7 separate regions of the Mus musculus genome follow, and all the other regions are linked to region 6. Evidence: chromatin contacts called from public ChIA-PET, HiChIP or PLAC-seq and promoter capture Hi-C data. All regions are on one chromosome and are shown on one strand. Each heading gives the region's core, a stretch centred on a gene start, on an enhancer-like site or on the middle of the called end of the contact. The rest is flanking DNA. Distances are from core to core; before and after follow the strand shown.

Region 1 (3,790 bases), core at 298-2,797, 360 kb after region 6:
TTTTTTTTTGGTTTTTGGTTTTTTGAGACAGGGTTTCTCTGTGTAGCCCTGGCTGTCCTGGAACTCACTTTGTAAACCAGGCTAGCCTCGAACTCAGAAATCCGAATGCCTCTGCCTCCCAAGTGCTGGGATTAAAGGCGTGCACCACCACACCCGGCTCTGACACTTTTAACCCAGGGAGTTTCATGGGCCTGTGGAGAGAACAATAAGACATTAGAAGACCCAGAATCAGGATACTACTTGGCTGTGTTACCCTGACAAGTTCCTGAACCTCTCTGAGTCAAAGAAGTGAGAGTAGATCAGACTTCAACTCCACTTCCAGCTCTGGTGCTTTCCATGATAACAGACCATGTAGGGATCATCAGAAGTCCCCCCACAGTCCCCAACAAGTGACTGTGACCATGGGGAGCATCCTCTCTGTGTCCTATGGCTTTGGGCTTTGGCTGTGTGCTCCTAAAGCTGCTCTCTCACTACAGTGCCTCTGTGTCTGCTGGCTGTGGACACAAGCAAAATATACTGCAGTTATTCTAACTAACTATAGTTACCTTTGGGAATTCGTTTCTGGGACCCTCACTTCAGAGGTCCCAATATTTCAGTACAATAGGAGATTTGCATAAATATACATATCATCTACATAAAGCTACATATAATCCTCTTATGTACATTTTATTTTTTTCTGTAAGAGATTTGTTTTTATTTCATGCATATGAATGCTTATCCGCATGTATTTCTGTGCACTATGTGCATACACGGTATGTGCATACACTATGTGCATACACGGTATGTGCATACACTATGTGCATACACGGTATGTGCATACACTATGTGCATACACGGTATGTGCATACACTATGTGCATACATGGTGCCTTCAGCGTCTAGAAAAGAGGGTATCGAATCCCTCAGCACTGGAGTTACAGAGGGTTGGGAGGCTCCAAGGGATACTGGGAAGTGAACCTGGGTTCTCTGCTCGAGCAGCCAGTGCTCTTAACCGCTGAACCATCTCTTCTCTCCAGCCTTTTGGTTTTGTAGTTTTGCTTTCTGTGACAGAGTCTTACCAGGTCTTACTACGTAGCCCAGGCTGTCCTCCTGAGGACTGGAATCACACACAGTTGGATGTCACCACTCACAGTCTTCCTCTATCTACTTCAAACTGTCTTCATCTTACTTGAACATCTAATATGTCATTGCAATACCACAGGGGAGTAGTGGGACAGTATTATGAGGTGGATCGAGATAGTGAGGCTGGGAGAGGGAGGACACAGGACGGGCCTGGTGCTTTCTCAAGATTAAACGGGATGGTCTGGGTAAAGAGTACTTAACCCAAAGCCTGTGGACATTGTCACCTGACAGACTGTGTCTCTTGGTGCCTCTGTGTTTCCCCCGTAACACTTGAGGAAGCCTTAGTCAGCTCAGCCCAGTGAAGGCATGCCTTCAGCACTGAGGCATGGCCACATCCCAAGTGACCTTTGTTGTCAGAGCTTGGGCCTGCAAAGGCTGTGTAGCAGACTGGGCCACTCAAGCAAGCCCAGACAGTAGACTTTGCCCACTGTTTACCTAGGGCAGGGCTGTCAGAGTACAGTGTGTTCCCCATCATACCCCTCCCTGTGCAGGGACTTCCTCTTCCTACCTCCTGGATGCTGTGGTCCCAGGAGGAAGGAAGAGGGCTGAAGAGTCTCAAGCCTGGCCCGCTGGCTACTTGTTGCTGTTGGTGGGAGCCTAATGTCCCTCCCTTCTTGTGCTTCCTTACCATGGTACTGACTTGTCAGGGGTCCAGGCAGGCCCAAGACTTAACACTACAGCCTGGAAATGTTTGCTTTGCCCCCATTGGGCCCCTTTCTCTATGGAGGCAGCCCTGCCTGGAAAGCATATAGGTTTTCTCTATGGAGGCAGCCCTGCCTGGGAAGCATATAGGTTTTCTCTATGGAGGCAGCCCTGCCTGGGAAGCATATAGGTTAGGGGGAAACTGAAGAGGGGTTCATTCTCTTTCGGGAGGCCACTGGTCCTGTCTGATGACTTTGCTCCCACAGAGGGCCAGGGGATCCCCTCTTGCCATGAAGATGTTCATAACTCAAGGAAACGAGGTCATGGCGCAGCCCTGGCCTGTGGCTGCCAGTGACGTGAGGTGCTCCTTCTGGCCCCATAGAGTTAGAGGGAGGTGGGTTTGTTTGTGTGCTTGACTTCCAACCCAAGCTTTGGCCAGGCTGGTGACAATGGGGAAAGAAGGTGTCCCATGGGATTCAGTTTTAACATAATATCTCTTTTGGTGCTTTCTAGGTATTGTAATGCTAGTCTCATATGCCCAGGTTAGCATCTTCCAATGATTGCCTCAACATTTTATAAAACCCCTTGAAGTTTGTGGAGGAAACTGGGGCACCAAGAAGCTAAAAACCTGTAAGGTTCATAAAAGGGGCAAGGGAGAGCAGAGTCTAAGCCCAGGACCTGTGCACACCTACAGCGTGGGCACCCTACCCCGTCATCCCTCCCGTGTCTCTGCGGGGCATGTTTTAAAGCCTCAAGTCATGAAAGCCACAGCTTTTGGGTAAAAGTTATTGATGGTTAGGGACAGAAGCTTCAGCAGGCAGAGCTTGTTCTTATACAAGCTTGATGGCCTGAGTTGGGTCCCTGGGACCTACTCCACTCCACAAACTTGTCCCCTGACCTCCATGTGCGTACTCACACACGTCACACATACGCTCATTAGTGATAGTACATTAAAATTAAACTTCAAACCTATGGACTGGGAGACTCAAGATTCCCCTGTAGAATTAGGTGGCAAACTAGAAGAGGCCACTTCAGGAAGCAGGAGCTTGGAGGTTACCTTGAGTTGGTTCCTAAAACATCCCTGTACTGAGCCAAAATTGGGGAAACTAGGAGTTTATCCAAGAGAAGAGTGGGGGGCGCCATCCCGCCCAGCACCCCTGAACTGAGTCTCAGTTGTAGCTGGTTGGGATTAGACTGTCACCAAGAACATCCTCACCCTTAGCGATGGGAGGTTTAAAGGCTCCTGGGCACAGAGCGACAGATCATCCCTGAAAGGTGGGTCTGGGGAGGGGTGAGTGTGAGCCACAGACCCTGGTAAGGAGTCCGATGATTGCCAGGAGGAAGAGGGGTGGCTGGGCAGCTGGTTGTGGAGGGCATCCACCCAGTAGGCAGCAGCTGTGTTTTCCCTGTGTTTTAGAAGTCAGGGTTTAAAAGCCAAGGTTCCTGAGGCTTACTGGTCAACCCACCCGCCGCCTCATACACCTCCCCTCCCACTCCCACCCACCAGTCACTGCGGCCTCCATGCTGAATGGAAGTTTCCATTTGACCAGATTGTTAAGCATGGAGGCCAGCAACCTTGGGCAGGAATCTGAACTATTTAAGTGCTCTTCAAAAAACAAATAAAATTGTTTTCCATAGATGTCATCAGGCTCACGCCTCAGCCTAGAATCTCAAGGCCTTCGGCTACATTCCACCTACATCCCCCCTACCAGTACCTCCCATCCTCTCTCCCTACAAGGCCAGTTCTCACCTACCTCCTCCCCATGCTCTGGCTGGTGCCCCCCACCTGGAATGTAGCCCCATTCCTCCACCAGCACACACTCTTCCACTTCCTGGAACTTCTGAGAACCTAGCACCCACACTCTCCTGTGCACCCCACAAGTTTGTGTCCATTTCACAGAAGGTGCTCAGGAGTTTTCATTCTGGTTGGGGGTTGTGACACTGTGGCTTCCTCTGGTGTGACAGAGGAGGGGTTAGAGGGAGGTTTGCAGAACAGAAAGTCATTGGACCTAGGGAACCTCTATATC
Region 2 (3,888 bases), core at 850-3,349, 420 kb after region 6:
TACAAGACTCACAAGACCCCTTCCACAAGTTGTATGAACAGTAACAATTGCTCAGGGTAGGAAACTGGCCAACCAAGCTGCTTGCAAGTTGTGCAGGGAATTCCAGGAATTTCTATGCCACCCATACTCCTGTAAGTAACTCTAATATTCACTGGTTCAGTAAGGTAGACTTGTGTAGAATGAAAGATTTGGTTTGCCATCCATGCCTTATCTGGGGGTGAATGGACATTTGTTCCTGTATACCCAGGAAAAGTCACATAATAACTATATTCTGATTATTTGTACCTCTTACCAGTAAATTCAAATTATACTCTCTCCTAGGAATTGGTTTGTACCAACATATTCCAATATAAATGTGCTTTGTGAGTTGCTACATAGGCATCCAAATTCCATGAATTTTGTTTGTTAGTTAGTTTGGTTGGTTGGTTTTGGAGACAAGGTTTCTCTGTATAGTCCTGGTTGACTAAAAATCTCTCTGTAAACCAGGCTAGCCTTGAATCCACAGAGATTCACCTGCCTCTGCCTTCTGAGTGTTGCTTTTAAAGGTGTGTACCACCATCACCTGACATAAATTACATGACTATTTTAAAGAAACAAATTATTTCAGATTACTAATGGTGAGCTGAGTGACTATCAAGACATGACCAATAGATGGACCTCCACTTCAAATTGAGTTCTGAGTCTAGTTTGGCCTGTTCCTAACTGCATGGTTCTGCCAGCCTTCACCTTCTAAATTCTGGGATTAAAAGTATGCGGCCACTACAGCTGGCTCAGTTAAAGTCTGAAAATCATTTGCAAAGATGGTACAGCTGCTGAAGGGTCCAATTAATTCAGGAATCCATTCTACTTGATGAAGAAATCAGGAGAGGTGGCTACTACGGGGAAATGGATCCACAGCCAGCACACTGGATTCAGCTGCCAGATCTCCCTTTTCATCTTGCTCTGTCTGCAAGCTTCTGCAAAACCAACCTCAGCTCAGCATGGTGCTTCACTGGCAATCCCAGCATTTGGGAGCTGTTGTGTTCCTCATAGCAAGTCCCTGGCCCCAAGGGAAAAAAAAACCTCCAAGAATTGCTCCCCTCCTCTGTGTCTCAGGAAGTTCATGGTGCAATGAGCCTACAATTCTGGCGAGCCACAATGATATTTCTGGCTAATTCCTATTCTTGTTTGTTTGTTTGTTTGTTTCGAGACAGGGTTTCCCTGTGTAGCCCTGGCTGTCCTGGTACTCACTCTGTAGAGCAGGCTGGCTTCGAACTCAGAAATCTGCCTGCCTCTGCCTCCTGAGTGCTGGGATTAAAGGCGTGTTCCACGATGCCCGGTGATAATTCCTATTCTTTTTTTTTTTAAGATTTATTTATTTATTATATGTAAGTACACTGTAGCTGTCTTCAGACACACCAGAAGAGGGAATCAGATCTTGTTACAGATGGTTGTGAGCCACCATGTGGTTGCTGGGATTTGAACTAAGGACCTTTGGAAGAGCAGTCGGGTGCTCTTACCTGCTGAGCCATCTCACCAGCCCCGATAATTCCTATTCTTATTGAAACTGTTGTGACAACTGGCGGGAATGCAAAGTAGGGCCTGGTCATCCTCAGCTGTCCATCTTCTCTGGAGATGTGACCTCTCTCAGATGGCTGTCAGATTTACTTCTGTAACTCAGACCCTGGCACTCTGTACAAGACACACAGCAGCACCAACGATTAAGAGCCTTACAACCGTGAAGTTACTTACAATGCGACTGTGATTCTTCACTTGCAGCAGAGATGGCGATTGTGAGTAGTTCATGGGCTATGGAAGAATGCAAAGCAGGAGCCTAGCATACAAGACTCTAGAACAGTAGTCCACTATTGTAGGTTTTACTTATTTATGTCTGCGCGTAAAATATAGATAAAACTGTAAATGACACATCACCAAAATGGGCCTAAGTTCTTTCCAGAAAACTCTGCTGGTCCCCTCCCCGGTGGCTGGAGGTTCATCTCAGTCAAGCCCCATGGAACCACAGCCTTGAGACTAGCCAGGTAAGGGCGGGGCTCTAGTCTAAGGGGCGGAGTCCGACGGTCGAGTCACGCCGCGCGCAAAGGGCGGGGCTTTAGCGCGCCGATCACGTGAGCCTCTGTTGACACTTCCGGGTGGGACGAGAGCGAGGCTCCGGACCGATTCGGCTGCTGGGGCGCAGGCATGGCATACCACGGCCTTACTGTGCCTTTGATCGTGATGAGCGTGTTCTGGGGCTTCGTGGGCCTCCTCGTGCCCTGGTTTATCCCCAAGGGTCCTAACCGGGGGTAAGTGCGCCAGGTCCAAGGTGGTGGGAGCGGAGGACCCCGGTGGGAGGATCACGGAGAGAAGGATCGTACGTGGAGGACTACGGCGGGAGGATGAGGCGGGGTGGACCACAGAGGGGAGGACCGCATGCGCTCCTCAGAGCCTGTCAACGTCCCCGGCTGGAGGGTGAGGTCACCTTTGGCGGCCCCTCCCGGAAGTGAATTTTAGGGAGTGCTTTTTGTCTTGATGGACTAAAAGTGTGCACTTCGACTGAAGAGAAATTAGGGCGCCTCCCAAGCCACTGTCGCTGCTTTGGTTCTGTCTTTGATGCACGGGAGGCTTTTTGCCTAAACCTCAAAGAAAGGGATCTGAGAACAGAAATCTCCCTCTCGCCCCCTTGCTGTCGCAGTTTCGGACTCAGACAAGCTTGATGCAGAGCGTTAAGTTCAGCCTTTGCAGCTAGTGGGCCCAACCCAAGCCAGGGTGAGCCTGATCTAAACGAGGTTAAATCACCCAGAGCTGAAGGCATTGTGTAGAAACCTCTGCGTCATACCTTCCAGGGCGCTCCTGCCCTTACTTGTAAACAGTATTTACAGTGGTTGGCCAAGATTTTCATTCCCCCATCTAAGGTTTGCAGAATACCGTTTTCTCTGTTTGGAGATAAACTTCTGTATTGCAGTGTAAAAACAAACCTTTTCAGAGGAGCCTAGGGCACCCTCTTTCTAGTTCCTCTTTTGAATTAAGTAATTTTTTCCCTCTCACTCAAGATCATGTGGAGGTGACACTTGATCTTAAGTAGTAGTGTGTCAGAAACGTCTCTTGCTTTAATGGTTAGACACTGAATGGTGGGTACATAGTGTTTAGCTCCACAACACTTTGTAGAGTAGACAATGTTTACTGAGTGGGCCATTTTGATTAGAGAAAGTTTTACTGTGGGTTTCTTTGTTTTGGGGGGGCTTTGGGGGGTTTGTTTGTTTGTTTGGGGGGGGGGTCAAGATAAGGTTTCTCTGTGTAGCCCTGGCCATCCTGGAACTCACTGTGTAGACCAGGCTAGCTCAAACTCAGAAATCCACCTGCCTCTGCCTCCCAAGTGCTGGGATTAAAGGTGTGCGCCACCACGCCCAGCTGAAGTTTTACTGTTTTGTGATATTGGCTTCTATTACTGTCTGGAATACACTGACTTTTAACAGTGTTTTTTCTATTAGCCTAAGAAAGCACTTTTAAAGATGTATGTATTATTTTATGTATATAAGTGTATAGCTGCATGTATGTAAGGGCATCATGCGTGCAATGTCCACAGAGGCATTTGGATCCCTTGGAATTGGAGTTACAGATGGTCATTAGCTGTCACGTGGGTGCTGGGACTTGAATCTAGGTCTTCTGGAAGAGCAAGTGTACTTAACCAAAGAGCCATCTCTCCAGGTCGCAATTAAATGGCTTTTGAAAGGGAAATGATAGGTGAATATCTGTCCTTTGCAAGCATCAGGGAGGCTCCACTTCTCAGTAACAGTCCTACAGCGTCATCTGCGGTTTACAGCAGCTGATGTGGTATCTGGGCTCTGCAGTTATCAAAGTAATTTGTAGTAACTGAGTACTGAGTCCATTTAGACACTTTTTTTTTCCTCT
Region 3 (4,120 bases), core at 1,546-4,045, 440 kb after region 6:
GAGGTGTTTAGTGGGGTTGGGGTGGGGCAGTTGAGATTGATATTTTTTTTTCCTCCCCTTTTCTTTTCTTTTTTTTTTTTTTGGTTTTTTTCGAGACAGGGTTTCTCTGTGTAGCCCTGGCTGTCCTGGAACTCACTTTGTAGACCAGGCTGGCCTCGAACTCAGAAATCCGCCTGCCTCTGCCTCCGGAGTGCTGGGATTAAAGGCGTGCACCACCATGCCCGGCTCCCCTTTTCATTTGAAACATTGAAAACAGTGTTGGGCCAGGGCTGGAGCTCGGGATTTGAGTACTTGCTTACTGTGCACAAGGCCCTGGGCTCTGTCTTCCAAACAGTTCGGAAAGGCAAAGTGAAACAAATTACCCCACTGCTACAAGCTGAACGGATAAGGACCGTGGCTTGCTTTTCACTCAGGAGGTTCCCTTGAGTCTAGGACTTTGAAAGGAGCCTGGGCAAGATAATGAGATCCATCCCTCAAGAAATGCAGGACAGGGAGGGTATGTTAACCTCTGGAAGCTTCCAAAGACTAACTTGAGCAAGCAAAGTGGCCTTCATTCATTCTTGCTTCTAATTCTTATTCTTTACTGTGAGCAGGCACCAAAGGCTGGATTCGTACTACTGTAATCCACAATCAGTTTAGATCTAGCTGAACTCCAGTCCTCATTTAAAGCAACTCAAAGGCCAGTCTTAGTTGGGCCTCATTTCTGGTCTTGTGCTGTCTGCTCTGCCTAGCTAGTAGTATGAACATCCAGAGTCACTTAGCCTGCCTCTGCTCAAGGCTCCTTAACTGTAAGCACAGCATGGTAACATGCACACACGCACACAGGAGACAGATGCAGGGGCCTCCTCTCACTTGTCACTCATAGCCAGGCTCCTGGGAAGAATTTAATTATGAAGAAAAGTTGGTGTTTGTCAAGAAATAGGTTCTGCCAGGCAGTTGCTGGGAAGTAACAGTGTCTGGTGAACAAACCTGTGGTCCTTTGGCTACTTAAAGGAGTTTAAGGCCAGCCTGGGCTACATGAGATAGTATCTCATGATTGATTGTGTCTTAACCATAGTAATATATTTGACATTGGTAGCTTCTAAGGTGCCATTTTTAAAGGATTCTTTTGTTTGTTTGGTTGGTTTTTGTTTGTTTTTTCGAAAAAGGGTTTCTCTGTATAGCCCTGGCTGTCCTGGAACTCACTTTGTAGACCAGGCTGGCCTCGAACTCAGAAATCCGCCTGCCTCTGCCTCCCAAGTGCTGGGATTAAAGGTGTGCCACACCACGCCCGGCAAGGATTCTTGTAGTGAATGAGACCATAGATGGGTTCTTAAGCTGTAGGTCACAAGGGTTGAAGTGGCTCCAGGCACAGGGAAGTTAAGACTTTTTGACTATAGACAAACTCCTAGTCTTATTGGTGAGAACCACAGGAAGTCACAGATTACAGCTAAGAAAGAGATAAGATTAAAGGCAAAGGTCAAATATACCTTGGCCTTCTGCATAGTTCATTCCTAGTTTAATGCTCTTATTTGAAATAATCTCTGTAAAAGAGGAGTGTTGTCTCTATGTAGGTAGTCTTCACAGCAAACCTTGTTAATTGTGCTACTAGTGAGAGATTTTCAACCAGCCTTTCCCTTCCCACAGAGCTTTAATTTTCTCTTTCTGTCCTGCTCCAAGGATTTTCAGAAAAGCTCCTGGATGACTAGTCTGAGGTTGACACACACACCCTCCACCCCTGAAATGCTGGGAGGGTTTTGTCTATGTCTCTGTGTTAGTGCAGAGACCAGAAGAGGGTGTCGTATCTGGATTAGAAGTTACAGGCAATGGTGAGCTGACCAGTATGGGTGCTGGGAAGCAAGCTTGGGTCCCCTGGGAGGGCAGCATTTGCCCTTAACCACTGATCCATCTGCCCAGCCCCGAGATGATGTTTTAATTGCCTTCTACACACTCTTGGTGAGGAAGGACGACGGGGACAGCGCGGGCTCTAATTTATCTTCTTAATTTGATGTTTCTAAGTGTTGCCAGTTAGCTCAGTCTCTTATGAAACACGGAGCTGTTCCTGCAGGCAGCTTGCCTCTCCTGCTGGGAAATAGGGAAACCCTGGGCTTGGTTGGAATTTTCCATGACTCTCTGTCCACTCTCAGAGCTTTTCTGCAGTGCAATGTCCACCTGTGTTATCCGTAACCCCAGCACTGTGTGTGTATGTGTCTGTCTGTCTGCCTGCCTGCCTGTCTGTATGGAGCCTTACTGATAGGTTTTGTCTTGTGTTTATGTTTTATACCCTAGTTCTAAGGGTGATTAGAGACTCTCATCTGAATTAACTCTTTGTTCGTAAAGTGAGTCACCTTAAAGTATCTGTTTTGGCCTGGTTTCCTTCTGTATCATGTTTCTCATCACAAAACAACCTTTGTGGGCTGGGGAGCTGCACACACCTTGTGTCTGTGGGCGCCTGCTCCTGACGCTGTGCTGCCTGCTTCTCTAGCACTCTCTGCGTTATTGATAGAATCAGCCTTTTGGTCTTATGATTGGAAGGATTCCAAAAATGACAGCCAAAGGAAGAAGAGACCCAGCCTGGTAATGGCCTAGTTGGGTTTGACTGGCCCCCTTCTTGGACAGGAGTTTGAGACCACTGTGACTATTTCTCTCCTTTTCCTCAGAAAGCAACCCCCTAGACTACATTCAAGAGATTGATAACACGGGGTCATGCCCCTGAAACTCATTCTTCCACGGCCTGTTTACCAGTACTCTGCACCCCCACACACACTCACCCCCACTCCTCCCTCCATAGACAATCTGGATAGGAACTAAAGGCAGTGTGAATTCGGCATCAGTCCAGTCTCTCCAGATGCTCAGTTCTTGCTTAGCCACCCTTTCAGCCCCGTTTACATCCCTCTCCCCTGCTTTTCCTCTCTCTAGTTACCGTCTAATATTACATAAGATCTCCGAGGAGACAGACGTGTCATCTTCCCTCTGCTGCTGGGGCCTGGGACCTAGTAATTGCTCATTAAATATTTGCTCAGTAAGTAAGACAGAATGGTTGAATAGCCGGACACCTGCAGGCTTCTCTTCTTGTTATTCCTTGCTTTTGTCCTTAGCCTGGTTCTCAGATGTCACTGGGCCTGTGAATTACCTCATCAGATATAAAATGGCTTATACAGAGCCTTGTGAACAGCATAAGAAAAACCTGTGCTGCTCTAGTTTCTGAGGCAACGTGAGATGCTTGTATTTCCTCTGTAATTTGTGGGTAATACAGACAGAGGTGCACCTGGTGAGTTAGATGCAGAAGTAAATGCCCATTTGGTTCCATGTGGTAGGGCCCACAAAATGCTTTGACATGTTTTATTGTGATGGTGATTAGGAATCTCGGGAGCTGAAATCAGATCTTAACTGTACCCCTAAAATAGTACCTAAATGTCTGCACACTGGAGAAGATAAATCTATTTTGCCTGGAAGTTTTAATAGTGACAAACTGAGATGAGGTGAACCGACTTGGTGGCAAAGATGTCTTGAATTTGGGAAAGCTCAGGTGTTTGGCATAGTCATGAAGTTGTGGAGAAAAGGCAGAGACTCAGCTGTGATGGAGCCTCCCTGCTTTGTGGATTGTCTCAAATAAAGACCCAAAGCAACTTGGGAGATGTTCTGTGGTCCCAGGAGAACAATGTGTAGTGAAGGCTTTGTCTGAATGGACTACACTGAAGTTGAACTAACAAGGTTTTTGAATCATATATGAAAATGGTTGTATTCTAGCCAGTTTCACAACTCTCTGCTTTTGTTCCTCCCCATGAATTTTAGTTGGCTGATTGCAATTCTGGCACAGCTCAATCCTCTGTTTGGACCACAGTTGAAAAATGAAACCATCTGGTATCTGAAGTACCACTGGCCTTGAGGATGAAGACGCGCTGCACAGTGCCTAGGCACTGAGGTGACTATGTTCTTGCCCTTTCTTGTGAACATTGACAGCCAGTCAGCTAGTATGTTTGCTATGGCCCTCAGAACTTCATGGCCATTTAAAGACAGCTGAGATAGCCGAAGAGTAGACTGGTTTAAAAAAAATTATTTATATATATATATATATTCTAAATAATAGAGCAAACCATTCTTTTTGTGTGTATTATTACCCTTTTAAAGTTTGGTGCAG
Region 4 (4,039 bases), core at 1,343-3,842, 480 kb before region 6:
GTGGCACACGCCTTTAATCCCAGCACTTAAGAGGCAGAGGCAGGCGGATTTCTGAGTTCGAGAGACCAGCCTTGACTACAGAGTGAGTTCCAGGACAACCAGGGCTACACAGAGAAATTCTGTCTTGAAAAACCAACCAACCAACCAAACAACAACAACAACAAAAAGAAACAAAGAAAAACCAAAAACTAAAACCAACCAAACAAAAGGATTTGAATCCAGGCTGGGCTGTTCAGTGAAAACAAAACAAAACAATAGGGCTGGAGAGATGGCTCAGTGGTTAAGAGCACTAACTGCTCTTCAGAGTCTAGAGGTCCTGAGTTTGAATCCCAGCAACCATATGGTGGCTCACAACCATCTGTAAGATCCAATGCCCTCTTCTGGTGTGTCTAAAACCAACAAAAACTGAGTATAGGATTTTAGTACATCAGTTTTTTTCTCTTGTAAAATCGCATGCATTTGTGTGTGCACATACATGTGTATGGGTACATTTGTGCTATGTTGTACCTGTGGAGGCCAGAGAGTCAGTTTTCTATTTCCATTATACAGGGCCTGGGATTGAACTCAGGTTAGCAGGCTTGGCTGGCTAGTGGCTGGCCATGGGCCCCAGGGCTCTCCCTGTCTCTACCCTCTCAGTGGGATTACAGGCAGCACATGTCACTGTGTTCAGCTTTTACATTAATGTTACAAGTCACACTCAACTCATTCCTCATGTCTGCACAGCAAACACTACATCAACTCTCATCTCAGCTGGGTGTGGTATCGAATGCCTTTAATCCCAGCACTTGGGAGGCAGAGGCAGGCAGATTTCTGAGTTCGAGGCCAGCCTGGTCTACAAAGTGAGTTCCAGGACAGCCAGGGATACACAGAGAAACTCTGTCTTGAAAACAAAGAAACAAACAAACAAACAAACAAACTCTCGTCTCAGCCTGATTGTTACCATTTCTAGTAGACATTTTGGTGACATTAATGATGTTACAAAGCCAGGCATGGTGGCACACACCTTTAATCCCAGCATTCCAGAGGCAGAGGCAAATGGATCTCTGTGAGTTCTAGGCCATCCTAGTCCACCAAGCGAGTTCCAGGACAGTCAGGGCTACACAGAGAAACCCTATTCTGTTTAAAAGAAAAATGACATTCACGTGTGCAGCATCTATTCTAAAGACTTTTCTAACCACCCTGATCAGAAACCTTCTCCACACCTGAGGTCAGCTTTCCATCTGCAGGTTTGCCTGTCCTGGACATTTTTGCTGAATGGTGTCACACGTGTGGCCTTTTGTGACTGGCTTCATGAAATCCACTGATTGTAATGTCTTCAGGGATCACCTACATTACACCAGGACTTCATTCTTTCTACTGTTCCAGGCCATTCTGCTCTGTCTCTCTTATTGGGCCTTGGATATGCCTCACATCTGCCAGCCGTCCACTGGGTTTGTTCTAATAGACTTGGGTTTGGTGGTGGTGGTGGTGAGTTTGAATTTCCAGGGATCTATGTATCACCCTCCTTCCAGCATTAGAATCCTCCCAGCAACCCTGTATACAGTTACCAAACCCAGACACTATTGTGGATGCCAAGAAGTGCATGCTGAAAGGAGCCTGATATGGCTGTCTCCTGAGGCCCTGCCAGAGGCTTACAAATACAGAGGCAGATGCTAGGCAGCCAACTGTTGGACTGAGCACGGGGTCCTCAATAATTAAAGAAAGGACTGGAGAAGCTGAAGGGGTTTGAAACCCCTTAGGAAGAACAACAATATCAACCAACCAGACCCCCCAGAACTCCCAGGGACTAAACCATCAACAAAGGAGTACACATGGCTCCAGCTGCATATGTAGCAGAGGATGGCTTTGTCATGCATCAATGGGAGGAGAGGTCTTTGGTCCTATGAAGGCTTGATAGATGCCCCAGTGTAGGGGACTTTGAGGGAGGGGAGGGGAGAGAGGGTGGGTGGGTGGAGTAACACCCTCACAGAAGCAGGGGAAGGGAGGATGTGATAGGGTGTTTCCAGGAGGGAGGGAGGGAAACTGGGAAAGGGGATAACATTTGAAATGTAAATAAAGAAAATATCCAATTTAAAACAAGAATCCTCCTGGCAAACAGAAACTGTCCTTTGGCCCTGGTCCAGTCCAAGAACCTGCTTCTGTAAATGTTCTCCCACACTCCAGTCTTAACATCTCAACAGCACTTGTCTATCTCATTTTTTGGTAAGCCCATTCCAAGGCATTCCAGTGAATCAAAGTTAATTTTGTGTTCTCCTGCCCACTGCATCTGGAACCTTCCTTGAGTATTGCTAGGTCAAGGTGATGAATGAAATCCGGATTCCGACCCCTACGGGAAGCGGGAGAGACTCTGAGTCTCTAGTTACATTCTTTGCGTTATTTGTCTTTGCTACCCTGCTACACCACAACCAAGGGACGCAAGGGAGACCGAACGCTGTGCTGTGGAACTTGCAGCTTGAGTCCGCTGGGCCGAGCGCTCAAGGCCGCCGGCAGAGGGCGCGCACGCTTTTCAAAGCTTGTTGACGGAGAGAAATGAGCATGCGCTGGAATTTGCGTTTTCCGGCAGAGTGGCGGAACTGCATGTCATTTTGGTGTCATTTTGCGACACCCCCGTGTGACACTCGGCGGCAGTGAGGCTGTCATGGCGTCGCCCTTCAGTGGGGCACTACAGCTGACCGACTTGGACGACTTCATCGGGCCATCTCAGGTGGGCCGGCCAAGGGCGAGTCGGGCAGGAGGAGGGTCCGAGCCTGGCCGTGCACCTCGGGAAACCTCTCTCGTCTGTGTCTTTTCCCAGGGCCCAGGACCCAGGGCCTCAGTCAGTCTAGTTCCCTTTTCACAAACACAGACAACTGAGGCCAGGGAGGGCCAGACAACGCGGTTACTGGGCCCGGAGCGATCCCTGGGACCATGGGAGTGTTTAGTGGTGACAGGCAGGTTTAGTGTTTAAAAAAAAAAGGTGGGGGGACTTGTTGTTATGTGATCTTAAGTTACTGTTGTAGTAGTGTCACCCAGCTGGTGATGCAGAGACATGGTGGGGCTGAGTTAGCCTCCACACACCTGTGAGATATCCCTTCCCACTCCTCTCTCAGAGCCAGTTGTCATCTCTGTGGACAGGGACCATGTTGAAGGGACAGGTTTGATGTCCACTTGGGCCACAGCCACAGCTAATGTTCCTGACGTTGCCTCGAGGAAGAGAGAGGGATACAGACAGACCGCCCTGAAAACAGGAGCTGCTGCCCTTGCTGGGTCTTCCTTTGTCTCCAGAGCTAGCCAAGTCCCATGACCCATAAAAGACGGGCTGAGCTGCCACACGGACAGGATGAACTGGGCCATCTTACCCGAGACTGGCCCTTTTCTGGAAAGCCACCAAGGTTCAGGAAGCGATAACAGGAGATGTCCAAGAGAAGGGGAGAGACATGGAGTTTCATCTGTGGTCGTGGGATGGAGGTGACCTCTAGATGTTTCCAAGGAAAGCCTTCCTGTCTGGCCAGGCCTCTGACACTCTGATCTCCGGGGGTGTGCTGCTATGTGCACGTAGGAAGGGCAGGCTAGTCAGGGCTTCTTGCATTAGCTTGCATATAGAGTTTGTAGCAGATTTCATGGTGATTCTGGAGAAAGAGTGGCCTTGATGGCATTCTCCTCACCTTGTACAGAGAAGGGTGGGCAACCAGAGCTCAGCATGGCTTCAGTGGCAGGAAGGTGGTAGAATTGGCCTCGGTGGTGAGCTTCACTCTATGGCCGGTAGCCAACCATCCCTGAGGCCCTCCATACCCAGCCCCCCACCCCACTCCCCACCCTCCCCACCCCCCGTCCAAGTTGCTTTCTCCTAATAGAGCCTGGTGTGGGGTCTTTCCTGGTGTAGAATTGCATCAAGCCTGTAAAGGTGGCTAAGAAGCCAGGAAGTGGCATAGCCAAGATCCACATTGAAGACGATGGCAGTTACTTCCAAGTGAACCAAGTAAGGACCCTGAGGTCTCACCACATCCCTGCTGGGGGCTGGCGGTGGCAGGAGGGGGAGGGAGGCTGGGGTGTGGATCTG
Region 5 (4,233 bases), core at 199-2,698, 380 kb before region 6:
TTGGACATATGGAAGATGCTCACACCCCCAGCTCCTCTGCCCAAAATCCCACGAATAATCTATGGGAAAAGCAAGCCAGGTATGCAGAGGCTGAGGCTGTAAAAGGGAGAGTCTGACTCAGGTCCAGTCAAGGTCACTACCAATGTCAGACATCCATAACCATCTGTCAGGGGCTGCTCAGAGTGGGTGAGGGGTTGGACTTCAGGACTTTCCCCGAGTCTGGACTGATAACTTTTCAGAGGCATTTCTAGAGTGGCCACCCTATATCTCATCCTTGGGCCATGTCACTCACATAGTTTAACAGTTTGACTACACTCACACCCCTGGTCACTCCGGCTGAATAGACACCTCAAACACAGCCCCAAGCAGGAGCCATGTTTAACCCTGAGCTCCATGATGTAGTATGGGGCAGAGTAGCCCACGCAACCTTTGAACTAACTGTTGGCAATCAAGCGTGAACGTCTCGGACATTTTCTAAAATCCAGCCCCTGTGAGAAATGAACCACTTCAAACCACACAAAGGTGAGAATCAGAGAAGTACCCTTGTCCGTGCACTTGTCGCTTCGAATTTCATTTCAATAGTCACTGACCGCCTCCTGCTATCTATCCGTGGACCTCGAGCTAATGCCAGCCGTCTCAGCGTCACACAAAGCTCATCTGAGCCCAAAGTGTCCCAGACCCGAGGATTCCTGCATCTGGGTTCCCCAAGCTCCATTCTGTTACCGCCCATGCCCACAAGGCTTGGCTTGTTGAACCTCAGGACCTGAGCGCGACCTCAGGCTTCCAAGAGATCGCGACCGCTATGGTTTCCATGGCGCAGAACCAAATCCTGTCTATAAATCTCACGGTACCCACATTTTCTCCTTTCCCTTGGACGACAGCAACAACACTTTGGGATCTGGTGGGATATGTTGTTCTGCAAACGCTTGCCAATAGAGAAACGGAGCGCAACAGAAAAGACACAGGCATAATGCTGTTACATTAACATGCTTGCGTCACAATTCGTATGCCCTACGGACTGCAGTCTCGCTCAACAGCGCCGCTGGTGTAGTGGTATCATGCAAGATTCCCATTCTTGCGACCCGGGTTCGATTCCCGGGCGGCGCATGTTCTTTTTATTTTCCCGTTCATCTCTGAAAAGGAAGGATGCCTTGCAATCTTAAACACCATTCCAAAAAAGGTGAGGCGCAAACGCAACAAATGAGCTTTTAAACAAATACAGCTGAAAGACTCCAGGAAACCATAGCCTCTACTCGAGCCTTGTTCCTTGTCCGAAGTCACCGCTAAATCCCGGCCGCCGGAATCAGTTTCCCGCAGATGCAAACCCTTTTAGGAGTTGAGAGGCCTCCTAACAGTTATACTGTTGCAAGCGGCTGGCCCTTTCGACCACAACTCCCGTAGTGCCCCGCGCAGGAGCTGGACCACAGCTCCCGTGGTGCCCCGCGCGCATTCTGGCTGGGGCTGGCCGCACCGCTGCGATGATGATGGCTGCGGCTGCTGAGAGAAACAAGGAGCCCATCCTGTCCGTACTCCGCCAGTATGTGGATCCTGCCCAGCGCTGTGTTCGCGTGCTCGAGGTGGCCTCGGGCTCTGGACAGCACGCGGCACACTTTGCACAGGCCTTCCCGAATGCCGAGTGGCAGCCGTCGGACGTGGACCAACGCTGCCTGGACAGGTGCGGCGGCGCGGTGTCTTTCCCTTGCGGCCGCTTGGGGCTGAGTGAACGGCGGGGCTGGCAGACCGGAAATCAGGACAGGCCTAGGTTTGGGTGCCAGACTGAGGTAGTAGAAGCAATGGGCTGTAGGGTCGACAAAGATACCCGCTTGCTGCTCCTCAGGACTTTCCCCCCACACCCCGATCACTGAGGGGCCTCGTCAGCCCTTGCCCATGCGCTGCTGCTCTCCACAGCATTGCCGCCACCACCCGAGCCCAAGGGTTGTCCAATGTGAAGGCTCCGCTGTACCTGGACGTGACCTGGGAGTGGGAGCAATGGGGCGGCATCCCACCCCGATCGCTGGACCTGTTGCTCTGCATCAATATGATCCACATCAGCCCCCTGAACTGCACAGAGGTGGGGACCACTGTGGAGCCCAGCTTTCACGTTGCAAAGAGGAAAGCATGAGTCTCCAGCTCCCGGCTTACTGTGCCCTACTTGCCTTCCTCTGCAGGGGCTCTTTAGAGCAGCAGGACACCTGCTCAAAACCAAGGCTGTGCTGATCACCTACGGGGTGAGTGACCCTACCTTAAGACACCCCTATCAGCCTTGGGTGTTTCCCCACTCTTGAAGCCCAGGGCCCGGGACCTAGCTAGCCCTTTTCCTTCTTGAGTGCAGAAAAAAGTTATTCTTTCTATACTCCTATGGAAAGAACTCCATCCTATCCTGCAAACTAGCTGTGTGGGAACGACTGACTTTGGGCCTATGTATTGTGTCTTGTTCTCACAGCCCTATGCCGTCAATGGGAAGATCTCTCCCCAGAGCAACGTGGACTTTGACCTGACCCTCAGATGCAGGTCAGATCTGGCTAGGAGGTAGCTTGGCTCAGAGAGAGGGTAGGCGGGATCATAACCTCAACTCTGCAAATGCCTTCTACCTTCCTCCCCAACTGCAGGAACCCAGAGTGGGGGCTTCGTGACACAGTCCTTCTGGAGGAACTAGGCCAGGCCAGTGGCTTGGTCCTGGAGAGGATGGTAGGCAGGGCGATGTGGGGGTGGGGAGCCTCCCTGTGATTAAGAGTCACTCCAGCCTGGCATGGTGGCGCACGCCTGTAATCCCAGCACTTGGGAGGCAGAGTGAGTTCCAGGACAGCCAAGGCTACACAGAGAAACCCTGTCTCGAAAAAACCAAAAACAACAACAACAAAAAAAAAACCAAGTCACTCCAGCAAAGCGTTTTTCCAGGTGGACATGCCAGCCAACAACAAGTGCCTGATTTTTCGGAAAGAATAGCATCTCTGTCAAAAGTTGTCACGGTACAAGCTAGACCTCAGCCCCTCCCTCAGTCCTTGGGATAAATTAGCCCCTCCTGGTCTGGTGGCCACAGGGCTGTAGAGAACCTGTTCTGAAGGGGCCTTAAAATAAATCCTTTCCAGCCCACTGTGGGCTATCTATACCACATTGCTTGCTGGGAATACCTGGGAGAGGGCGAAAGGGGACCGGTCTGGGAGATGATTAGGGCTTGGGGTGGGTGTAGCTGAAGCAGGACTGAGCTGACTTTCTCCTATGTCCCTGGAGACAAGCTTGTATGTCTGTCTGAGGGCTCCCAAGAGTGAGTTGGTGCTACTTGGTGACCTCAACTAGGAACTGGAAGCTCCATCTACTGGAAGGATTCCAACTGAATAGATAGGGCTGGTGGGGGTGCGGTGGAGACAGTGCTGGTGGGGGTGAGGAGTGGGGTGGAGATAGTGTTGGTGGGAGTGGGGTGGAGATGGTGCTGGTGGGGGTGGGAGTGGGGTGGAGATGGTGCTGGTGGGGGTGGGGAGTGGGGTGGAGATAGTGTTGGTGGGAGTGGGGTGGAGATGGTGCTGGTGGGGGTGGGGGTGGGGGCGCTGCAGCTAGAAGGGACCCAGAGGCTATGACTCCCACAGGCAAGGACATTTATTCAGCAGGAAGGAGGGCAGGGATGGGGATCGTGCATAAAACTAGTCTTGGAAGCGGTTGAGCAGTTCACAAGCCTTCTTCTCGAGCAGTTCCACAATCTTCTTGACTCGCTTCTCGCTGGCAGCACGGACATAGCTGTTGGCGTCCAACACAGCCACACCTTCACGAACCTCACCCATGATGACCAGTGGCCCATCGACAGCTGTCACGTTGGGGCATGGGCAGGCCCAGTCCATGCCACTCAATGTCACCTCCAGGTATTTGGTGCCCAAGAACTTGAGGCCCATCTTGTCGTCCTTTAGCACATCATCCAAGGCCACACGAGCTATGCCGCCTGCAGCCTCGGGCTCCTCCAGGACCTCTGTGAGTCTCCCCACGATGGCAAAGTCACTGCGGCACAAGCTCAGAGCCAGCTTGCTCTTGAGGCGGCAGGCACGACAGGGTGGTGTGCGTGGTACAGGGCAAGCATCCTCACAGCTCTCCCGGGTCTCAAAGTTATTGCTGTTTCCTTCACAGCCACTGTATACAAAGGGGTGGCACTGCTGTAGCAGTGGGCTGTAGGCCCAGCGTGGCTCCCAGCCCTGGCAGGGCCCCTGAACTGCAGGCAGTGCACAGACATCCCCGGGGCCACGAACA
Region 6 (4,187 bases), core at 1,556-4,055:
AGAAACCTTGTCTCAGAAGAAAACAAAACAAACAAACAAAAAAGAAATAACCACGGAAACTAAAAGGGAATTAGGAGGACAGATAGAGAAACATGCATGCACAGGAAGTGGAAGGGAGTGTGGTTTGAGAAGGAGGTGGGGGCATTGCTTCTGGGGCATTGACTGTGAGGGAAGGTCAGCTTGGTGCTTTCTCTGCCTCCATGACCTAGCAGCCTTTCACCTGGACATCAGACTCCTGAGCCTTCATTGGCAAAATCAAGCATTTGAGAGTTTAAAACAACAATCACCTCTTCCTTCTAATTTAAGATCAGACTGAGACATCCGTATTGATGGACCAGAGCACAACCAGGCCAGTGTAGAAAAAAGTGTACCGGGAGGCAAGGAGGAGAAAACAGACATCAACATCAGAACAAAGCCATGTGTGTCAGCTGGAAATAGTAAGTGGGCAGGGCCAGGAGAAATCTGTAGAAAGGGAATTGTAGATGAGAGAAATTGGCGCGTTAGAGCCTTACTGTTCTTGGTTTGGTTTGGTTTGGTTCCCAGCTCCTACATGACGGCTCCCAAACATTTCTAACTCTGGTTCAAAGGGAATTGTGATATAAAACAAATATTGTACTATTAGGTTCTGTGTGGAGTACAAACGCCAACCCCCACGGAGAGCACATAAGCATCCGAGAGAACGGAGAACGATTTAACAAACACATGGGCTAGATCATCAAAACTGTCTGTCTCAGGGTGGACATTTATACAATTTATATAGAGTAAGTAGCTTTGTCATGAAAGTCTACCATTTTAGAGTGGTCTTTTCCTCCTAGTAGCAAAAGAAATCCCTTAGCCTGAACTTTATAGATCCAACACCTACTTCCCCAGCTTCCAGACACGAATCACCCCTGCCCAGTTTTATTTTTTAAAGTTGTTTTTTTCTTTTTTTCTAAAGATTTATTTATTGTTATATGTAAGTACACTGTAGCTGTCTTCAGACACACCAGAAGAGGGCGTCAGATCTCATAACGAATGATTGTGAGCCACCATGTGGTTGCTGGAATTTGAACTCAGCAGTGCTGACCCACAGAAGAGACGTTAGTGCTCTTAACCTCTGACCCATCATTCCAGCCCCAGTTTCATATATATGTAAAAGAGTGCATATTTAATTATTTTGCTTTATAACTTACAAATGTAACATTACTCTCAATAGCAATTAGTACTTTGCAGCACTGATAAATCAACATCCAAAATATTTTTTACATCTAATTCAAAAAACAGGTCTCTTTCTTTACTTGGAATTTCATAATCTGCTCAAAGGTCCAAGTCGTGGATTTTGGTACATTCTCCTAAATTCATGTGCTGTGGGTAAAAAATTATACATTAACACCTATCCATTTTAGAAAGCACATAATTGCGCTGGTGAGATGGCTCAGCAGTTAAGAGCACTGACTGATCTTCTGGAGGTCATGAGTTTAAATCCCAGCAACCACATGGTGGCTCACAATCATCCACAATGAAAACAAATAATAAAGAACCTAGGGGCTGGAGCAAGAGGAAGAAGTCGAGCGCGGGTGGGGGGGGAGTAACAAAATAAATAAATAAATAAGCATGTAATTAATATGACTTAGCATTTCAACTTTCACTGAAATAAGCAATATAGTTTTATAGAGAGTAAATGAAGAAATGGACCAAGTGTAATGGCATGTGCTGATAATCTCAATGGTCTGGAGGCTGAGCAGCAGAGGGATAGCAAGTTCAAGTCCAACCTGGCCTCTGTGTGTGTGTGTGTATGACTCTGTCTCCAACAGAAGAAATGGAGGCAAGCACATTTGCACATTTTTGTAATTGCAGCACTTGGTAAGGAAGGGAAAGTGGGAGGGTCAGGAATGCAAGTCATCTTTGGTTTCATAATAAGTTCAAGGTCAGCATGGACAACATGAGACTATATTACACAAACAAAAAGAACTGAGATATAACCTAGAAATTCACTTATCATTAGGTTTTTTTTTTTTTAAAGATTTATTATTATATGTAAGTACCCTGTAGCTGTCTTCAGACACTCCAGAAGAGGGCATCAGATTTCGTTAATCTGGACCTTTGGAAGAGCAGTAGGCGCTCTTAACCACTGAGCCATCTCGCCAGCCCCCTTGTTTTGTTTTTTGAGACAGCTTTTCCCTGTGTAACTCTGGCAATCCTGCAGCTTGCTCTGTACCATCAGGCTAGTCTCTAACTCAGAGATGTGCCTGCCTCTGCCTTCCCCAGCGCTGGGATTAAAGGCCTTTGCCTCAAGTTTAATTTATTTGTTTGACTAAAGTCTCATTAGAGCAGAGAATTTGATGTTTCAGGAACCAGGATAAAAATTAGTGGTGGAGTTTTTAATCTAGTCTTTTTTTAAAATAAAGATCTATTTATTTTATTTATATGAGTACACTGTAGCTATCTTCAGACACAGCTGAAGTGGTTATCAGACCCCATTACAGATGGTGGTGGGAACTGAACTCAGGACCTCTGGAAGAGCAGTTTGTGCCTTTAACCGCTGAGCCGTCTCTCCAGCCCTTTTTTTTTTTTTTTTTAAAAAAAAAAAACAGGAGGTAGGATCTTAGTCTCACAAAGACCACGCTTCCACAGGGTAGCCTGACACCCAGGACGCTGGCCTTGAACTACTCAAGCCTGATCCTGGGGATTACAGGCATACCACGACCGGCCAAAATCAAGCTTAGTTGATCTAGTCTTTAGAACGATTTGCGACCGTTCCACTCAGCGACTCCTGTACACTTCCCGACAGGCCTTGCATCAACGCCAAAGAACTTCCTCCCAGCATTCCCCGCGGCCGGAAAGCGCCGTGCGGGCTTCAGGCTGATAGGAGCGTCTTTCCTCGTCGCTGTTTGCGGCTTCTCTGGTCGAGTTGTGCGGAGCTTCTCGGCCGTCCCCACTGGCCACCATGTCCGCCCAGGCGCAGATGCGGGCCCTGTTGGACCAGCTCATGGGCACGGCTCGGGACGGTGAGTCTGAGCGGTGGCCCAGGCTCTGGGCGGGGTGGGAGCAAGGCGAGGCCGCCTGGAAGCCTGAGGTGAGGGCCGTGACAGCGTGCGTCTGCGCGGGGCGCCATTTTTCTCCCCTGCTTGCTGACCCCAGGCTCGGGGCCTTTGTCTGATCTGCTTGGCCTGCGAGTCTCTCGCAGCCGCCGCGTTCTACTGGTCCGGGCTGCCTCCTTCCTGAGAGTCCGATCCGACGGTGGGGCTCTGTCCCCTTCTCGTTTTCCGTCATGCGAGTTCCTCTTGGTCGGCACGGCGGCTCGGCGCCGCCGGGCAAACTGGAGCGTCGGCGAAGGGCTGGAACCAGCGCGGGCTCCGGGGTGCTGGCTGCCGGGTGGCGGAATTTCTCTGATACTCTTCGGAGGAGAGGCGATCCCCGAAGGAGCTGGACGGGTTTCGAAAACCCGGGCGTTCTTGCTCCATACGGTTACACGGGGAGCCGCAAATGAGCATTTCTAACGTGGGTTCCCTCCGCGTACTTTTCTAGTCTTCCCTCCCTTCATTCCCCTGCCTCACAGATTAGCCTCGGTTTAGTCACCTCTCGGCATTCATTAGGTAGTTGGTTCAGTAAGGAGGCGTGCAAGATCATGGTGGTGTCTCAGGAAAAAGCAGTTGCATCCTAGCAAAGCTAGATCCCTGCTGTGGTTTGTGTTTTCATTTTTACTAAAGTAATAAAGTTGTAATTTCACACTGGCACATTTCACAGGGCTGTGCAGATTCTTTGCACCATTTCATAGGTCAATACGTGCTTTTAGCTTTCTTTGTATGTTGAGTTGCTTTTGAATTGCTTCCCATATTTTTATTTCATACAAACTGAACAATTGTGGCCCCTCTATTTTATTTATAAAGGTTCAGTGTATCTTTGCCTGCCTACATCAATCTGCAAGGGAGTTGCAGAAAAGCCTCATGTTCATCGAGCCGTGAGTCACAACCAATTTCTAAGCTGTTATAACAAAAAAGTGTTTGCTTTTTTCCCACAAGTAACTTTAAAAGTGTAGTTTAGAAAGAAAACATTTTCAGTAAAAAGACACGACATTAATCCTGGATGCTTGCCAATCCTGAAGTATATTCTCCCTGACTATTACACAGCACTGTGTCCTGTACACAGATAGCCTTAGAATTTGTCACATACCACTTTGCCTTTACTTTTATGTATCATTCCCCGAC
Region 7 (3,746 bases), core at 138-2,637, 460 kb before region 6:
TGGAGGGCATGCAGTCCCCAAGGTAGGGCCTCTAGCCCACCCAGATATCCACATAATAGCCACTCAGAGCATGAAACTTGGGAGATAAAGATATCAGGAGCTGGAGGTGTGCCTCAGGTGGCAGAGTGCTTGCCTAGCATACACATATCCCTGGGTTTAATCTCCAGTTCTGCATAAACTAGGTCTGATGCCTATAATCCAAGGCTAGTTTGAGATAAGCCTGGACACACATCTCAAAAAAAAAAAAAAAATGAAAGGAAGAGGGAGGGTAAAGAAAATCAAGTTTGGAAAGAAAGAGAGTGGGAGGGGGAGGGAGGGGTATCAAGTTTGGTAGGGTACCTTCCAGAGATCTTTTCGATGGTAGCAGACACTCGCAGAACAACCGGCTCTCCAGGCATGCAGCCGTGCAAGTCCCACAAGCCACGGGTTCAGCTCATATCCCATAGCTGGACGGAGACCACATTGGTGGGCCGCCAGCACCTATGGGAGCCAAGAGTGTGGGATCTGGATGAAGGGAATGGGGCCACCACCAGAGGGACAACGAATATATAGACACAGGTCTTACGATCCTGCCATCACCAGAGCCTAGATCCACCATTTTTCCAGGGCGGCCTCGCAACAGTGACAGCACGTTCTCAACCTGCCGGGCACTCGCGCCAACGTAGGGCACCTGAATAAGGAATTTGGTGGGCTGAGGCTAGAAATCACACAGGCAGAAGCACCAGTTTGGGGGCCGATGGGAGCCTACTAGATTTCCTTTCTTAAATTGATACCATCCAGTGAGCCCCGCCCACTCTCCAGTCATAGGCCCGTACCCCCTAAGTAACTCAATCCCAGCTTCATTCATTTAGACTTGGTCTTGACGAAAGACCCAGGCTCCGCAACTTCCTGGTCCCAACTCTCCGTACATCGGGTTCCCGGGTTAGGTCCCGCGCCATAATTGATTCCGCCCATCTTTACGCTACCTACAGTAGCCTTGACCCCACCCATGGAACCTTGGCTTGCACCAGTATTGGCCCCTTTCCTTCCAAGGTTCAACGCTGCACCTGCAGCCTCAGAGGCACCCGGCGGAAGCCCGGCTGCAGCAGCAGCGCCCATATAGTATAGACGGCCAATCCCGAGCCTGCCGCCGCTTGCACTATCTCCAGCAAGCCCAGCCGCTTCTCGCGTAGCTCAGTCAACGCTTCGGCTGGGTCGTCCTGATCCATGATTGACAGACACTCAGTTCCAGGTCCTACTTCCCAAGGCTCCCGGCCGGTAATGGAAGCGGTTGCCCTCCCCGCTGCCCCCAGCCTGAGCCAAACTCTATCCGCTTGCAGCGTACGCCAGCCAACCGCAGCCGCAACTGCAGAAATCTAAGTATCCGCTGCGATCAGTCGCCGGAAGTGGAAGAGGCCTCCGAGGCCAGTCCGACATTCATTCTTTTCCGCCCAGCCATCCGGGGGACCCTCCTTGGGTTCCGGGTGATGGTTTGGGGTAGCGATGACCCAGGCGATGGGCGAGAATGACAGGGTTTGCCACGAGTGGGTCTACGGTCCGAGACATACAGCGGTCAGCTTCAGGGTCCACTTTACAGACAACCACATGGAATGGAATCTGTTCTAAATCCCCCTGAGGCTGTACTGCTGGCCGGCAGCCTCGGGTTATAGCCAGGGTCTATAACTGAAAGGCACTCTCACGCAAATTCTGTTGATCAAGACAAGAAATGACTGAAAGCCTACCAAAAATCCAGAAGCAAACCACAGAGGACGTCCTTCCAGCCGCCCCTCCCCCTCTTCCGCGACAATAATTAGGCGGGAAACAGAGAGTATTCTGGGGTCGAAGGAGAGGGGCGGGCAGCTAGAGACAGATGTTGGCTCTCTAGTGAGTACGGAGGGAGGGGGCCGGATGTGAGCGACTGGGTGCTGGCAAAGGGCCCAGCCTAGGGTGGAAGACAGCCCAGGAGTCCGGAAGATCTCCTTCTTTCAAAAATAAAGGGTTGAGTGACTCTTAGTAAGGCCCTGCATGGAAACAGATAGAGCCTTGAGTCAAGCTGCTGGACCCCGACCACCCACATCAAGGCTAACTGTCTGAGAATGGTAGATCTTCCCTGACTATGCTCACTCATGGCCTCTTCGGCTATCCCTAGCATAGACGGTGATGGCTTCCAAACTGAACATGCCCAATACCACCACCCTATCGCCCAGGCACAGAGTGTTACCCTCCAAAACCATCTGCAGGACAGGTGTCGCAAGACAGCATGTATTCTGTGTACATGTATTCTGCAGAGAGGCTCTGCTCCATCCAGCTCAGAACCTGGCCACCGGAAGATTTATACCAGAGCCCTCCCACACACTGAATTCTAGACAGGGTTGCTTGGACATAGCTATTCCTGTCTGCTGCTCCTGGCAGTACTCTAAGACCAAGAGCACCCAGGAAGCCCTGGCAACTTGACCTGACATTGGCACCCACACTCTGCTCCTCAGCTGCCAGGGCTCTACTTGGAGGTGTCTCTGCTCCTCGCAAGGCTTTCCCAGGCTAGCTCCTGTGATTTGGGTCCTGCTTATACACACCATCCTCCTTGCTGTCTCTGTCTCTACTGTTTGGAGTCTTCACCACCTGTTCCCTAGAGCAGACTTGAGGCCACTGGACCAGCCTTCCCCTACCAGATGGAAAGACAAGGGTCTAAATCCTTAGCACTCCATGGAGCTTGGGGAGAAGAGAAGTAGTAGCAAGGGGCCGATTCAGAGGCAGATATGGAGGGAGAAAATGCAATGGCCTACTCTTCAGGAGTGATCTCGGACTCTCAGTGCCCTTCCCTCTCCAGAAGCAGTCTATGGAAAAGGAGCATGCTCTCTGTCCACCCTCAGATTACACAGATGTGATTTAAGTTATCTGGTTATAAATATCCCAAAGAAGCCATTCCGGGGGCCTATGTAGGGTGTGGCACCACCATTGTCATAGTCTGAGGCAAGGAACCATATGTCTGGTCTCTGCACAGCCTTGTCACTCTCCCAGTCTGAATGAATAGTCTGTTGGGACTGATGATGGGTGAAAGCCTTAGAGGGAGGTCACGCATTTCCAGAACTCCACTCTCACTCCGCACAGCACGGGAGCTGAAGCTGTTTCCCAGGAGCCATGAGGTAGAGGCAGAAGAAATCTGACGGACGTCCTAAGAAAACCAGCGCACACCTCACTCAAGGTCTTTCAAGCCACAGGCTTTGTCTGCTCAGGGTCTCACTAGCCTTTTGCGAAATAATGAGGCCCAGGAGAAAGGCAGGCATAGCAACAATGGGGCCAGTGGCGGGAAACAGTCTTTAGAGACCCCATTGTCCATTTCTCCCGCCGGAAACGAACAAGCAGGATCCTGCAGAGGAGACCCCACACCCTGCAGGCTCTCTGCCATGTCTGGATGCTCAGCACGTCTCAGGGGCCTCCGGACAGAGGGGCCCATTCTTCCCCAAGGGCGGGACCGGGCCAAGGATGACTGTATGGCTCACAAGGACCATGGAAGGGAATGGCGCGGTGCCAGACTAAAGAACCCCTCCCTAAAGGCCTCGTAAGGAGCTGAAAGTGATGTCTGTCTGTTTGCCGCCCCCCCCAGGCCACCTTTAAACAAACAAAAAAACAAACAAAAAAAAAACAATTAGCTCAAGTCTTCCAAACTACGGCACGGTTGCTCTGAACCCCAGCAGCACCCTGGAATTCGAGGAAAACATGAGCTCACTGGTCAGCAGGCTAAGAAGGGTTAGAAGGGCAGCAGACTG

What was found. Promoter capture Hi-C pulls out the DNA fragments that hold promoters and counts their contacts. ChIA-PET counts read pairs in DNA pulled down with a chosen protein or histone mark. HiChIP or PLAC-seq counts read pairs in DNA pulled down with a chosen protein or histone mark. Capture Hi-C pulls out chosen DNA fragments and counts their contacts.
Region 1: a contact with region 6 is called in an HNF4G HiChIP or PLAC-seq map of pancreatic cancer cells. The contact joins the enhancer-like site here to the promoter of Luc7l in region 6. A contact is called at or near these places in 5 of 39 promoter capture datasets (cranial neural crest, fetal liver, frontonasal cranial neural crest and 2 more), 1 of 484 Hi-C or Micro-C datasets (nephron progenitors), 7 of 115 datasets of contacts at active chromatin or transcription factors (the SCID.adh cell line, cardiomyocytes, embryonic forebrain and 2 more) and 1 of 9 other capture datasets (adipose tissue).
Region 2: a contact with region 6 is called in a promoter capture Hi-C map of adipose tissue, with 5 times the contacts expected there. The contact joins the promoter of Atp6v0e here to the promoter of Luc7l in region 6. A contact is called at or near these places in 16 of 39 promoter capture datasets (the 3T3-L1 cell line, 3T3-L1-derived adipocytes, the C10 cell line and 10 more), 2 of 484 Hi-C or Micro-C datasets (regulatory T cells and trophoblast stem cells), 9 of 115 datasets of contacts at active chromatin or transcription factors (the SCID.adh cell line, astrocytes, bone marrow-derived dendritic cells and 6 more) and 2 of 9 other capture datasets (adipose tissue and liver).
Region 3: an H3K4me3 HiChIP or PLAC-seq map of forebrain shows a contact between it and region 6, with 5 times the contacts expected there. The contact joins the enhancer-like site here to the promoter of Luc7l in region 6. A contact is called at or near these places in 2 of 39 promoter capture datasets (cranial neural crest and liver) and 7 of 115 datasets of contacts at active chromatin or transcription factors (astrocytes, bone marrow-derived macrophages, cardiomyocytes and 4 more).
Region 4: a promoter capture Hi-C map of pre-B cells shows a contact between it and region 6, with 6 times the contacts expected there. The contact joins the promoter of Ciao3 here to the promoter of Luc7l in region 6. A contact is called at or near these places in 6 of 39 promoter capture datasets (the C10 cell line, erythroid cells, liver and 1 more), 12 of 484 Hi-C or Micro-C datasets (CD4 T cells, brain, cerebellum and 6 more), 1 of 115 datasets of contacts at active chromatin or transcription factors (pancreatic cancer cells) and 1 of 9 other capture datasets (adipose tissue).
Region 5: an H3K27ac HiChIP or PLAC-seq map of embryonic stem cells shows a contact between it and region 6, with 4 times the contacts expected there. The contact joins the promoter of Mettl26 here to the promoter of Luc7l in region 6. A contact is called at or near these places in 4 of 39 promoter capture datasets (the C10 cell line, the HPC-7 cell line, embryonic stem cells and 1 more), 2 of 484 Hi-C or Micro-C datasets (cerebellum and liver), 10 of 115 datasets of contacts at active chromatin or transcription factors (bone marrow-derived macrophages, effector CD8 T cells, embryonic forebrain and 4 more) and 2 of 9 other capture datasets (liver and pancreatic islet).
Region 7: an RNA polymerase II ChIA-PET map of memory CD8 T cells shows a contact between it and region 6, with 10 read pairs. The contact joins the promoter of Antkmt here to the promoter of Luc7l in region 6. A contact is called at or near these places in 4 of 39 promoter capture datasets (the C10 cell line, liver and pre-B cells), 2 of 484 Hi-C or Micro-C datasets (the N1E-115 cell line and regulatory T cells), 3 of 115 datasets of contacts at active chromatin or transcription factors (memory CD8 T cells, microglia and pancreatic cancer cells) and 1 of 9 other capture datasets (liver).

The regions. Positions count from the first base shown.
Region 1 is chr17:26,615,339-26,619,128 of GRCm38.p6, forward strand. All of the region lies in intron 3 of Ergic1 (endoplasmic reticulum-golgi intermediate compartment (ERGIC) 1), which reads left to right. Among named protein-coding and RNA genes, the nearest start is that of Gm41553, 24 kb to the right of the region's middle. Within about 2 kb of position 1,548, at least 58 of the 459 cell types and tissues checked have an H3K27ac peak or open chromatin away from gene starts, as enhancers often do. A contact at or near this core is called in adipose tissue, liver and pancreatic cancer cells, where this site is marked.
Region 2 is chr17:26,674,297-26,678,184 of GRCm38.p6, forward strand. Atp6v0e (ATPase, H+ transporting, lysosomal V0 subunit E) reads left to right here and starts at 2,100. Exons shown (of 4, transcript NM_025272.2): 1 at 2,100-2,282. The coding sequence starts at 2,179.
Region 3 is chr17:26,691,581-26,695,700 of GRCm38.p6, forward strand. Atp6v0e (ATPase, H+ transporting, lysosomal V0 subunit E) reads left to right here. Exons shown (of 4, transcript NM_025272.2): 3 at 3,775-3,904. The coding sequence ends at 3,868. Among named protein-coding and RNA genes, the nearest start is that of Atp6v0e, 17 kb to the left of the region's middle. Within about 2 kb of position 2,796, at least 52 of the 459 cell types and tissues checked have an H3K27ac peak or open chromatin away from gene starts, as enhancers often do. A contact at or near this core is called in forebrain, where this site is marked.
Region 4 is chr17:25,771,184-25,775,222 of GRCm38.p6, forward strand. Ciao3 (cytosolic iron-sulfur assembly component 3) reads left to right here and starts at 2,593. Exons shown (of 11, transcript NM_026238.4): 1 at 2,593-2,704; 2 at 3,863-3,958. The coding sequence starts at 2,639. Gm41550 (a long non-coding RNA gene) reads left to right here. Exons shown (of 3, transcript XR_876684.1): 3 at 1,227-1,361.
Region 5 is chr17:25,874,052-25,878,284 of GRCm38.p6, forward strand. It overlaps Mettl26 (methyltransferase like 26), which reads left to right and starts at 1,449. Exons shown (of 6, transcript NM_026686.2): 1 at 1,449-1,675; 2 at 1,909-2,071; 3 at 2,169-2,228; 4 at 2,444-2,511; 5 at 2,610-2,688; 6 at 2,899-3,112. The coding sequence starts at 1,479. The coding sequence ends at 2,946. It overlaps n-TGccc7 (a tRNA gene), which reads left to right and starts at 1,037; the gene lies at 1,037-1,107. Wfikkn1 (WAP, FS, Ig, KU, and NTR-containing protein 1) reads right to left here. Exons shown (of 2, transcript NM_001100454.1): 2 at 3,577-4,233. The coding sequence ends at 3,639.
Region 6 is chr17:26,250,105-26,254,291 of GRCm38.p6, forward strand. It overlaps Luc7l (Luc7-like), which reads left to right and starts at 2,806. Exons shown (of 10, transcript NM_028190.3): 1 at 2,806-2,987. The coding sequence starts at 2,927.
Region 7 is chr17:25,791,007-25,794,752 of GRCm38.p6, forward strand. It overlaps Antkmt (adenine nucleotide translocase lysine methyltransferase), which reads right to left and starts at 1,388. Exons shown (of 5, transcript NM_145410.4): 1 at 1,047-1,388; 2 at 566-670; 3 at 340-480. The coding sequence starts at 1,208. Metrn (meteorin, glial cell differentiation regulator) reads right to left here. Exons shown (of 4, transcript NM_133719.2): 4 at 3,565-3,746.